Regions from separate parts of the Oryctolagus cuniculus genome. Here region 2 is linked to region 1. The links are chromatin contacts, called in public Hi-C maps. All regions are on one chromosome and are shown on one strand. Each heading gives the region's core, a stretch centred on a gene start, on an enhancer-like site or on the middle of the called end of the contact. The rest is flanking DNA. Distances are from core to core; before and after follow the strand shown.

Region 1 (6,222 bases), core at 3,423-5,922:
GTCTTAACTTTTGCAACGTAACAGACTCCAGTGTGTGTATGTGCGCACGTGTGTACTTTAAAAACTGACAACTTACCTCTTGGGATTTCTTGGCTCTGTTTCCTTTTCCCATTATTTTCTGTACCTTATTTTCCATTGTTTCTCTTGTACCTTTCACCCCACTTCATTCTACTCCTAGTACTGTCTGCTCAGCATGAGGCTTTATCTGAAAGGAAACCTGGAAGGGAACTTGGAAGGGTCTCTGGAGGTGAGTTGTCGCCATTGCCATTCGCAGTAGGTGGAAGCACGCTAGCTGTCTGTGCTCATCATGGATTCTTTGTATTCACTCAGCACCCTGTCACCTGATTGCTGTTCTTTCATGGTTTTGCTATGCCTTCCAGTGCTGTCAATCGCATGTTCTCTTCTGTCCTTAGACCTGTCAGGTGTGATTCCTCCTGCAGAGGCACTCATGCTCACTAGATCTTCTGGCTTTTTTGACAGTTTTTTTTTTAAAGATTTATTTATTTGAAAGACATAGAGAGGGAATGTGGAGGGGGGAATGTCTTCCATCTGCTGGCTCACTCCCCAAATGGCTACATCCACTGGGGCTGGGCTGGGCTCAAGCCAGGAGCCAGGAGTTTCATCTGGGTCTCCCACATGGTGGCAGGGTCCCCAAATACTTGGGTTTACCTCTACTGCTTTCCCATGCACACCAGCAGGGAGCGGGACCATATCCAGGACTTGAATTCGCTCTCATAGGAGATGCTGACATCACAGGTGGCGGCTTCACCCACTACTCCTTAATGCTGGCCCCTACACAGCTTTTTGTATCTCGAGTTTGTACCTTTTCATTCAGGTCTCCCATGTGGATGCAGGGCCCCAAGCATGTGGGCCATCTTCCGCTGCTGTCCCAGGCTGTAGCAGAGAGCTGGATTGGAAGTGAAGCAGCTGGGCGCCCACATGGGATGACGGCGCTTCAAGTGGCAGCTTTACCTGCTACTCCAACAGTGCCGGCCCTGCTCACGTTCACTGTTAATAACAACAGTAGATACCATACATTTGGGAAACTAAAGTTCTTTTCTAGTTTAAATTTACTAATACATAAAATATCAAGAACCTTCTTATCCTCGCCTTTTTGGGAGGAGAACCAGAAATAAAAGGTCAGTGAGTATGGAAGGGGGTGTGTATGTTCAGAAATTGAAGTAAGTGCCTGCAAAGTTCATGGAATCTGAAAGAAGTAGTGGGAAGGAAGGCTTGTCCTGGAGGGGAGATGATGGGGGTGAGCTTTATCTGAAAACTGCAGAAAATGACAGATACCAGCAGGAAATGGTGCTTGGGGGTTGCTAAAACATAATATTAAATCAAAACATCATGGGGGAGGGTATCGCAGTTTCTTTCTGTGGTCTCCACAGTGGAGTCGCAGTTTTTAGCTTCTCTTGTTGTGGCATAGTCGTGAAGAACTGGGCTTTGCTTTTCCTTACCATTTTCATTTTTATTTGCTTCGATCAACACCTCTTTGGAGTAACTAGTGTTTCCAATAGATGAAGTAGCAAGTAGCCCTGTTTGGTAATCTCAGCCAGGGAGAAGAAAAGTGAGGATTATATCAGGTATCTCCACTTTCAGGAACAAGTCAGCATCTGGACATGCCAGTAAATGACAAGTGATAGTCTTGTCAACACTGTTAATTACACAGTTTTCATTTAAAACATTTAATTTTGTCAAACATTCACAGAGTGTCTAATAAGTCCACCTTGTTTATGCATACAGCATTGTATAGGATCTTGGGAATATGAATAAGCTAGTGTTCCCACTCTCAAAAATATTATCAGTGATAGATTTGTTGGATAAATTAACAGTCATAATACAGTCCACTACCTGTTATGAGAGCCTAGAGGAAGAAAAATATCTTGACTTGCAGGGGAGAAGATGAAGGAGGCAATGAAAAATAAGTGTCATTTAAATTGAATATTAAGGAGGGGGCATTTGCCTCAGTGGTTGGGATGCCTGAATCATATCTAATTCTCTGGTTTGAGACCCAGCTACTCACTTCCAGTCCAGCTTCCTGCTAATGCACACCTTGGGAATCAGCAGATGACGACTCCAGTACTTTGATCCCTGCACCTATATGGGAGCTATGGATTGAGTGCCAGGCTTTATTTGGCACAACTCTGGCTATTGTGGCCATTTGGGAAGTGAACCAGTGGATGAAAGATCTCTGTGTATTCCTTTCTGTCTCTCTGCTTTTCAAATAAAATTAAAATAATTGAAATTTTAAATAATTAAAAAGAAATAGAATTTTTATTAATTTATCTAAATTATTATATAACATTTTATTAAATTATCAAAAATGAATTTAATTTTAGTATAGTATTTACTGATTTTAGTAAGCTGTTGACTTAAAAATTATTTAAAAGCTATCACATGAAATGCTCATCACAGAGTATACCCTGTATCAGAAATAATAAATTTTATAAATGTATACCCTGAAATTATGGGATCATTAATGAAATATTATGAAGTACCAAGCATAATATTAAATGAACTTTGCACATGTTGCTGTTTAATCTTTGTAGTAACACCATGAGGATAGATTATTGTCTTCTATTTACAGATGAGGGAAACAAAACTTGTAGAAATGATACCAGTAGTAAATGTGTGTTGGGGGGGCAGGATTTAAACTCAGCCTTCCCAAGTATTCAATATTCAAAAACGTTTTTGAGATTTTTTTAAAAAAATTATTTATTTATTTATTTGACAGAGTGATAGACAGTGAGAGAGAGAGACAGGGAGAAAGGTCTTCCATCCGGTGGTTGACCCCCCGAATGGCCGCCACAGCCGGAGCTATGCTGATCCGTAGCCAGGAGCCAGGTGCCTCTTCCTGGTCTCCCATGCGGATACAGGTGCCCAAGCTCTTGGGCCATCCTCCACTTCCCTCTCGGGCCTCAGCAGAGAGCTGGACTGGAAGAGGAGCAACCGGGACTAGAACCCAGTGCCCATATAGGATGCCGGTGCCACAGGTGGAGGATTAGCCTAGTGTGCCACAGCGCCGGCCCCTTTGAGATTTATGTTTTAATATTGCTCACCTAAAGATGAAATCCCCCTGGTTGCCATCCCAGGTTTTATTTCCTTCCCACTTTATCCCCAGCACAATTAGTCACAAATTTGGATTATTTCTGCATCATCTGTTTTTATACTTACATCTACAAGTATCCACTAAATACTTATAAAAAACAGCTCTGAGTCATAATTCTATGCTTTTAATCAGTATAAAATGAGTATAGCTTTTAGGAAGGAATTTTACTTTTCCCATATGTGTATTTTGCTTAGTTCATTAGAATAACCTTTAGCATTTATTTTAAGGACTTAAAAAGTTTATTTGTTTTTCTCCAAAGCCTTTCAAAGATCTGGTTATGTAATTTGCAGTTCTTCAGGATGGTAATGACATGCCAAGTAACTTAGTTTTTTCCTGTTCCGCATTTTTCGTTTGTGTGTGTTATCTTTATTAGCAGCCTCTCAGAACTCTTACCATAATGAATCTTGGAATATTTTAATGTGAAACATATCGACATATTAAATGTTAATATTATTCCTCTAAATAACATAGTCACTTTAGTAAGCATAATAAAACTATTCCTATAAAAAGTGGAAGAAAGCACTTCTGGAGTATGTATTGTGACAATTCTTTTTGGGAATTCAGAGGGAAAAGTAATAGGATAGGAGAGAATTAAGGAAAATGAGGGTAGAAACTTGTGGTGATCTGGGCTAGCAGAGTAGGTAGCAGATTCCAAAATGGAAAGTTTGTTTGGTAAACTAGTCATGCTTATTTTGTATTCATTTTCTAAAAAATCTGGCCTCGTTTAGTAGATGAGGATCAGTCCACGTACAATAACGAATGCTAATTCTGCTTAGATGAAAATTACTGTTCTTGAGTTTAATTTACTTGGGAGGAATATTAGAGATCATCAAGTAACCTGACCTACCTAAAAACTGAAACAGCTTCCTTAAGATATGTGTTTCTCTATTTCTCTTAAATAACTTCTCTTTTCCCTTCCCTTTCTCCCTGATTTTTCTTTCTTCCTCTTCTCCCTCTCTCCCCTCTAGGCTGGACCACTGGGATTATTTGTGAAAACATGAAAGCATTTTAAAAAATATTTTGACTCAAAACATGGTTTAATTGCTCGTTCTAGAGCATTTACTGATTATGTAGTTCTTTGTGACACTCTGCAAAGTTCTGGGCCCCAAATAATAATCAGGCTCTCTGCTTTCCTTTGTATGTAATACACACTGCTTCTGGAAATTTAAGTCTGCTTTGTTTCATGAACATATCCTGCCAGTGACAGGACTTCCTTTTGGCTGCCTGAATTGGGGAGTTTAAAAACAAGATAGCAAAAAATTAGCAGCAGGGCTGGAGCCTGCAGGGAGAGTTCTCCCTGAATGAATGCCTTTTTAGCCTCAGATGTGTGTTTTCATTCTTAGTTCTGAAAACTGGAAGACATAATGAAAGAAACAGGTTCAGGTTCTCTGTTTTTCCATGTCCAGAAGGGATAAACCTATTGCTGATTTATATCTACTTCCCAGTGCTGGTGGTAACCCCTGGGATTTTTCTTATTGGCCAGCTTTGTCTGTTGACATGAATTATGTGATGAGAGAGTAGATGTGAGTCTAGAGGTTGTAGTGGAGGGGTGAGAATGGGCGGCAGTGCTAACACTGGGGCTTTTTCTCCGAATCAGGTGGCTTGTAGTGAACTTCGGGCCTGCTGCCAAGTTAGAGACCATTCTGAAGGCTTTGTTGGAGTTTATGGAGGTCTTGAAAACATTTGAATTAGTCACGTGGCTTACTTTTTAATAAATGTATTTGAACTAAAGTATGTGTTACTAGGAATTTATATTTGTTAATGAATACTAAGCCTGTTTTAATGGATGGGATGATTTTATAGTAAAAGAAGAAAATTTAGAAGTAAGTTTTTCTCTTTTTGCAAATAGGCAGGCAGTAGTTAAAGGTTCTCTTCCACATCCTTTTGCCTTGACGTTATTTGAGGACACATTGTACTGGACTGACTGGAATACACACTCCATTTTGGCTTGCAACAAGTATACTGGCGAGGGTCTGCGTGAAATCCATTCTAACATCTTCTCTCCCATGGATATACATGCCTTCAGCCAACAGAGGCAGCCAAATGGTAAGTGATCTTGATTTTTGAATTGCAAGTTGGAACAGCTGTGTAGTGCTCTGGTGTCTGGCTTCAGTGAGGGTCAGGAGAAGGGAGTATGTATCCAAAGGTAGTGAGAGGGAATAGAAAAGAGTAAAAACATCAAGATATAATTTACGTTAGACACATAACCTAAACCATTCGCCGCCTGATGGCTGTCGCTGTAGACTACCTCAGCCCTTTCTGGGGGAAAGGAGTTATGGAGGTGGAGAAGAGAGAAATGCATTAATAATTGAGAGCTCATATGCTAAGCTTCTACAGTCGTATATTTTTATTTATATTATTTCTCTCAGTGTGTGTGTATGTTTATAAAACAAACATTTTTCTTGAATAGAAACCTCTTAGTCCAGCTGGTAAATTTAAATAACCTCAGTTGCTGAATAAAGCACCTGTTTAAACCTTAACATGCCTACCTCAACCACCTCTTTTTGTCTTAGTTTTGCTTCTGTTTTTGGTCAACTTTTATAATAACTTGGGCTGTGACTGCTGGCAACCACTTTTGGTAAGACAGGATTGGAATTAGGTTTAAAAGGAATATGAGAATGTTAAGTGCTTGGCACTTGTATGTAAATAAATGCCTGGCATGCATCTGAGTGTATTTCAGATTGTGTTCTGTAGCCAAGAATGAAGAGGCATTGCATTGTGTCTTGCTTTGTATTAGTTCTTTCCATTTAGGGGGAGAAAATCAAATATCAAATGTGTTACACTGGAGTCTGATGATCTTAGCCCATAAAAATGTTTTTATGTGTGTGTGTTACTCTTTTGGAAAAAAGAAAATGTTTTGTCCCTTTATGCTTTATGGTTCAATAAATTGCACTTAACTTTGATATTGCTCTTTTATGTTTCATATTCTGTTGGTCTCCATCGCTATGTTGATCTTTTTGAATGCATACGTTTTCATAGTTTCTACAGATATGTTAATTAGTTCTCTCTGCTGCTCCCTTTCTCTTTCAGTCAGTTCTGTCTATCCTTTCCACACGAATCGTTTCAGTGTTCTCTTTCCTTTCTTGGCTGTCAGTGCCTGCACCACAGCC
Region 2 (5,596 bases), core at 2,260-4,759, 96 kb before region 1:
CCTGGCTCCTGGCTCCTGCCATCGGATCGGTGCGGTGCGCCGGCCGCAGCGCGCCGGCCGCGGCGGCCATTGGAGGGTGAACCAACGGCAAAGGAAGACCTTTCTCTCTGTCTCTCTCTCTCACTGTCCACTCTGCCTGTCAAAAAAAAAAATAAATAAATAAATAAATAAAAAAAATAAAAAAAAAATAAAAAGGCTTTTATGTATTTATTTTAATCTGTTTGAAAGGCAGAGTGAAAGGGTGTGGAAAGGGTATCTTCTATCTGCAGGTTCACTCCCCAAATGTCCACAAAAGCCAGGGCTGGGCCAGGTCAAAGTCAGGAGCCTAGAACTCTATCCAAGTCTCTCACATGCATGGCAGAGGCCTGAGCACTTGAGTCATCACTGCCTTCCTGGGTGTGCATGAGCAAGAAGCTGGATTGAACCAGAAGAGCCGGGGCTCCACCAGCACTCTGATATGGGATGTGGGCTTCCCGAGTGGTAGTTTAACTCATTGTGCTACAACACTGGCCCCATTTTCAATTTTTTTTTTTCCACTTAACTAACTGGAAACATTTTCCCATACTCTTGCATAACCCTCCAATTGATCTTTTTGCAGCATTGTATAATACCCTATTCTCGTACTTACATTCCCTCGCCGACTATGGAGACTTTGGCTGTACCTATTTTCTGTTATACATAGGGACAGATCCAGGTTTTGGGGGACTTCAAGATTATGTAATTTTGTATAATACAATTGTCCAAAAACCCCAAAGTTATCTTACTTTTGCAAACAGGACCATATGAACACATTGCTTAGGGTCCCTCCATGGCTTTTGGAAGAGGCCTATGAAAATGAAGTGTCCTGAAAGTTAATTTTATCAGCTTCATGCTTAGTTACCTAAGATCATAATCTTACCATAAACACTGGAGCATTTAATTTTTCTGTCTTGCATTATTTCTCAAGAATTTATTTTGACACCATCCACCTTGAAGGTGAGAAATAAAAAAAAAGCCACTTAGATAAACCTACTTTTTGACTCCCTTTCCACAAAGTTTTTTTTTTTGTGAAGATTTACATTATTTTATTTATTTGAAAGGCAGAGTTGGAGAGAGAGATATTCCATCCGCTGGCTCACTCCCCAAACAGGAGCTGGACTGGAAGTGGAGGAACCAGGATTCAAACCAGCACCCATAAGGGATGCCAGAATCGCAGGTAGCTGCTTTACCTGCTATAACACAGCACCGAACCCTCACAATTTTTTTTAAAATTAATTAATTTATTTGAAAGTCAGAGTTAGAGAGAGAAAAAGAGAGAGAGAGAGAGAGAGAGAGATAGATAGATCTTCCCTCTGGTGGTTCACTCTCTAGCCAGCTGCAATGGCTAGGGCTGGACCAGGCTGAAGCCAGGAGCCAGGAGTTTCCTTCCAGTCTCCCACATGGGTGCAGGGGCCCAAGTCCTTGGGCCATCCTCCACTGCTCTCCTAGGTCATCAGCAGAGAGCTGGATTGCAAGTGGAGCATCTAGGACATGAACCCGTGCTGATGTGGGATGCTGGAGTCACATGCGGTGATTTTGCTGGCTTGCCACAAAGTCTTTGAAGTACCCTGTGTCGAGCAGATATATATATATATATATATTACATTACTCAATTTAATGCGTAACACAAGCCTAAAGGAGGAATTATCTCCACTTGATGAACGAGTCAACTGAGATGCAGTGTATTTAAATATCTCGTCCAAGGTTACACATTTAGCAACGAATTGGGTTTGGATCCTCACCCACATGCGTCCCTTACCTCATGCTTTCTCCAGTAGGCCATCGCTGTCTCCACAGCCTCACTGGCTTCACAGAACACTGATGCGGTGTTACATCATTGCTGCAAGCTCTGCTCAGCTATGTTATGGGGGAGGTGGGAACCTAAAGCCAGCAGACTCCCGACCCTGTCCTTGGGAGAAGGTGTTTTAGGTCCACAGCTGGCTGGCTGTTCTCACTGGAAATTGGGGGACGGGGATGTGTCTGTTTCTGCTCACCCACGAGCTTACAGACCTGCCTGGCCTCGACCCCAGCATGTGTTTCCTGGGCGGGCAGTGTCTGAAGTCACTGACCCGGGTTGGGTTCAGGTCCCTGCCTGAGCGGCCTTGGGTAAGTCACCGGACCTCTCAGCTTACTTTCCTTCTGGGTGCAATGAAGACACTAAGCGTCAACACCTGCGCATCCCAGGATGTTTCGAGCCTCAAACCTGATCGTGCACGTGCCGGCACTAGGTGAACTCCAGTGTCTCTGGGGTGTGAGCAAGATCCCGGGAGTGACTGCATTTCCTGGCCCGGCTGCCTTCTGGGAAGGGTGGGTGACAGCTGCACAGAAGGCACCTGACTGTCGGGGTGTTGGGGGGATTTCAAGGGGTGTCTACGCCCCTGCTCCCCAACGGCTCTGTGCACTGGGAGAAGCCAGAGGCTGTGCAAAAGCCGAAGCGCTGGGGGATCTCTTCCTTCTGAGCCTCGACCATCAAAGCGTGCCAATCACACATTATTAAATGCAAACTCAGCTTTGTCCAACTGTCCCTTTTGCAGGCTTAGGTGCCCATGCACTCGTCTTGGAAATTTTACTCCTCCAGTTTACACATTTTTACGTCTTGCCGGCCTTCACTCGGGGAGCAGGTGTCTCTGGGAAGGCAGGAGGAAAACAAGAATTGCACTTCGGCCTTGGCATGTGAACCTACCTCAGCAGATCCACGTTTAAAGCTGGTGTGACCAGCGTTGGTTTTTATTTTCCTTAAAAAAAAAAAAAAGGTGTTCAAACTGATTTCCAACCCCGAAGACCGAGTGCATTACCCCGTGAGGGACTCCGCCGTGGCTCCTGGAGCGTGGACCCGCTCGCCGGCCCCCCGCACCTCGCAGGCCCCGCTGGCGGCCGCCGCACCCCGGGAGCTCCACCTGGCTCGTCCGGCGTCCGCCGCACAAAGACCGGGGCCGGGGGCGGCCCGGCCGAGCCGCAGAAAGTAGTCCCGACCACGCCGGCTCCAATGTTGTTCGACGTCGCCTCACGCCCTCCGCGGGGAGGGCCGAGGCGGCCAGCCCGGGAAAGAATCCCATCGGAATGCGCGGCCCGGCAGCCTTTCCTGGAGCCGCTCGCCTCTGCTCGCCCCACGCATCTCCCGGGGTCTCGCCGCGGAGGCCGAACGCGCGGTTTTCCTCTTCTTTGCCCAAGTGCGCGGGAAGCGGCGCCGCGGGAGGGGGGCTCGGCCGCGCGCAGGGAGACCTCCACGGCGACCCTTGGCGACGGCGGGCGGCCGTATCCCTGCGCCGCTGCGCGAGAGGAAGAGGCTGAATGAGGAGCTGCGCGGGGGAAGTGGGGCGCCGGGGGAGGAGGCGGCGGGATGGGAGCAGACGCTGGCGTCGCGCGAGCCCGGGGCAGAGCGGCGCGGTAGAGAGGGCGGCGGCGGCGGCGGCGCGCGCGGAGCCTTGACGTGCCTCTTTCTTTCTTCTTCTGTCTCGGGGAAGCCGGGGAGCATGATCGCGCAGCTCTGCCGCTGCGGCGGCCGCCCCGGCTCCTCGCCTCCCCCTCATCTGGTCGCCTCTCGCCGGTGAGAGGAGAGAACGCGAGCCGGGAAGATGGGGGCCGTGCTGAGGAGCCTCCTGGCCTGCAGTTTCTGCGTGCTCCTGAGAGGTGGGCAGAGCGCGCGCGGCGCGGGGCTGGGGGGGGGGGCGCCCTGGAAAGTTGGTGGGATTTGGGGGTGGGGGGAGGTGGCCTTGTTTTGTGTGTCTGGGGGGGAGGGGAGCGAGGGAGGAGGAGAGGGGAAGAGGAGCGCCGAGAGGCCTGGTCGTGGGGAAGGAGCGAGAGAAAGGGGCCCGGGCGCAGGGGCTGTGCGCTCCGCCCGGCCACGATCCAGACCCCAGCCCGGCCTTGCAGACCTCGGCGTGGACAAAGCTGCGCGTCCCTCCGGGCTGCCTGTCTCGGGGAAGCGCTGGCCGCCGGCTCTGGCGGAATGACTGAGTGTGCGCCTCCGGCCGCCGGGCGTCCTCAGGGGAAAGGGGCTTTGCTCCGAGTTCGGCTTAAAAAAACAAACAAAAACCAAAAACGTGGGGAGTCCGAGATGCGCCCTGGAAACCCCCACCTTCCCCCGATCTCTCAGGTGAACTTTCTAAGCCCTCTTGGCGATTTTTCCAGGCCTTGGTTGCTACTGATCATTTGGCTTCCGCTTGGGCTGGGACGATCCCGGGCGAGGGCACAGTTGGAAAAGTGACTCCGGGGTTATAGGGCAAGCGTGGCAGCGTAGGGATCACCCGAGCGGCGGCCCGTGCTCCGAGACCGACGTGGCTCTGGGAAGCCCTGGTATTTGCGGAGTTGGCAGCAGCGAGTGGGAAAGTTGTGCTTGCATGCGGAGGCCCCAGTCCTGGGACCTGGATGGTCATTTGCTGCGCACCCCCACCCCACCCCGGGGGTGGGGGTGGGGGTGGGGGATTACTTGGTACTTGGGTAAATAACACAGACTGGGTAATTTACTCCGGGAGTCGCTTCCATTCCGGGGTCCCGGGATGTGTTGCATTGCCCTGCAGTGCTGACACGCTGGCTGTGACTTCTCGTGTGTGAACTGGGTTTGGGCTGGTCCGCAAGTTTTGCACAGCTCTTCTCAAAACTTGTGGAGAGGAGTCCCGGGCTCTTCAGCAGCTCCCAGCGGAGGAATTTAAAGTCCAAAGTGTGGTAGTTGTGGTTTTGTTAAAATTCTGGCTCGTGGTCCTGGTCAGGTCTTCGCAGGTGTGAGGTCTCTGGAGGTTTTCTAGCTACTGATGTAACAGACAAGTTGTGTGAAGCCCTCCCAAACTTACCAGGTACAGCACATGACAGTAATCAACGATCTTGTGTTAGAAATGTGACAGATGCGTCGTTTCTGTGCGCATGTGTGGATGTATTTTTGGGTGACAGGAACTGACCTTTTTGATGTAGAAGGGATATTTTCTTTACTCTTCTGCACCACTATTAGGATTGCGTGTTACATTTATCCTTAACGATTAACACTTAATCCAGACGGTCCATTTCCACAGGTAAACCCCAGAGAATGTAATGCAATTTTATGTTATGTACTTGGGCGTTATAATCAGTATAGTATCTGTACTTTACTGTTACAGTCACTGTTGAAAGTTTCACAGCTGTAACTGTGAGAAACAATCGTATGTGTCATAGGGCTGTGCATATATATATATATTATTTGATAGATAGAGTTAGACAGTGAGAGAGAAAAAGTCTTCCTTCCTTGGTTCACCCCCCTCAAAAGGCCGCTACGCAGATCCGAAGCCAGGAGCCAGGCGCTTCCTCCTGGTCTCCCACGGGGTTCAGGGGCCTAAGCACTTGGGCCGTCCACCACTGCCTTTTCGGGCCACAGCAGAGAGCTGGACTAGAAGCGGAGCAGCCGGGACTAGAACCCAGCACCCATATGGGATGCTGGCGTCGCAGGTGGAGGATTAACCAAGTGAGCCTTGGCACCGGCCCCTGTGCACATATATTTTAAGACAGAAGGCTAATAGAATTAACCAAAGAATGCCAGATGGTTACAGGAGTCTTGGGGAAGTCTAAACCCATAACCTGGGGGTTCTTCTGGTTGCCCAGTTGTATTTCT

The links. A called contact is a pair of places that touch in the nucleus more often than the background predicts.
Region 2: a Hi-C map of an unstated tissue shows a contact between it and region 1, with 2.5 times the contacts expected there. The contact joins the promoter of LRP6 here to the enhancer-like site in region 1. A contact is called at or near these places in 2 of 6 Hi-C or Micro-C datasets (psoas muscle and an unstated tissue).

Annotation. Positions count from the first base shown.
Region 1 is chr9:109,827,726-109,833,947 of mOryCun1.1, reverse strand. LRP6 (LDL receptor related protein 6) reads left to right here. Exons shown (of 23, transcript XM_002712655.5): 4 at 4,962-5,158. Among named protein-coding and RNA genes, the nearest start is that of LRP6, 94 kb to the left of the region's middle. Within about 2 kb of position 4,672, at least 3 of the 8 cell types and tissues checked have an H3K27ac peak or open chromatin away from gene starts, as enhancers often do.
Region 2 is chr9:109,922,962-109,928,557 of mOryCun1.1, reverse strand. It overlaps LRP6 (LDL receptor related protein 6), which reads left to right and starts at 3,509. Exons shown (of 23, transcript XM_002712655.5): 1 at 3,509-3,648. The coding sequence starts at 3,594.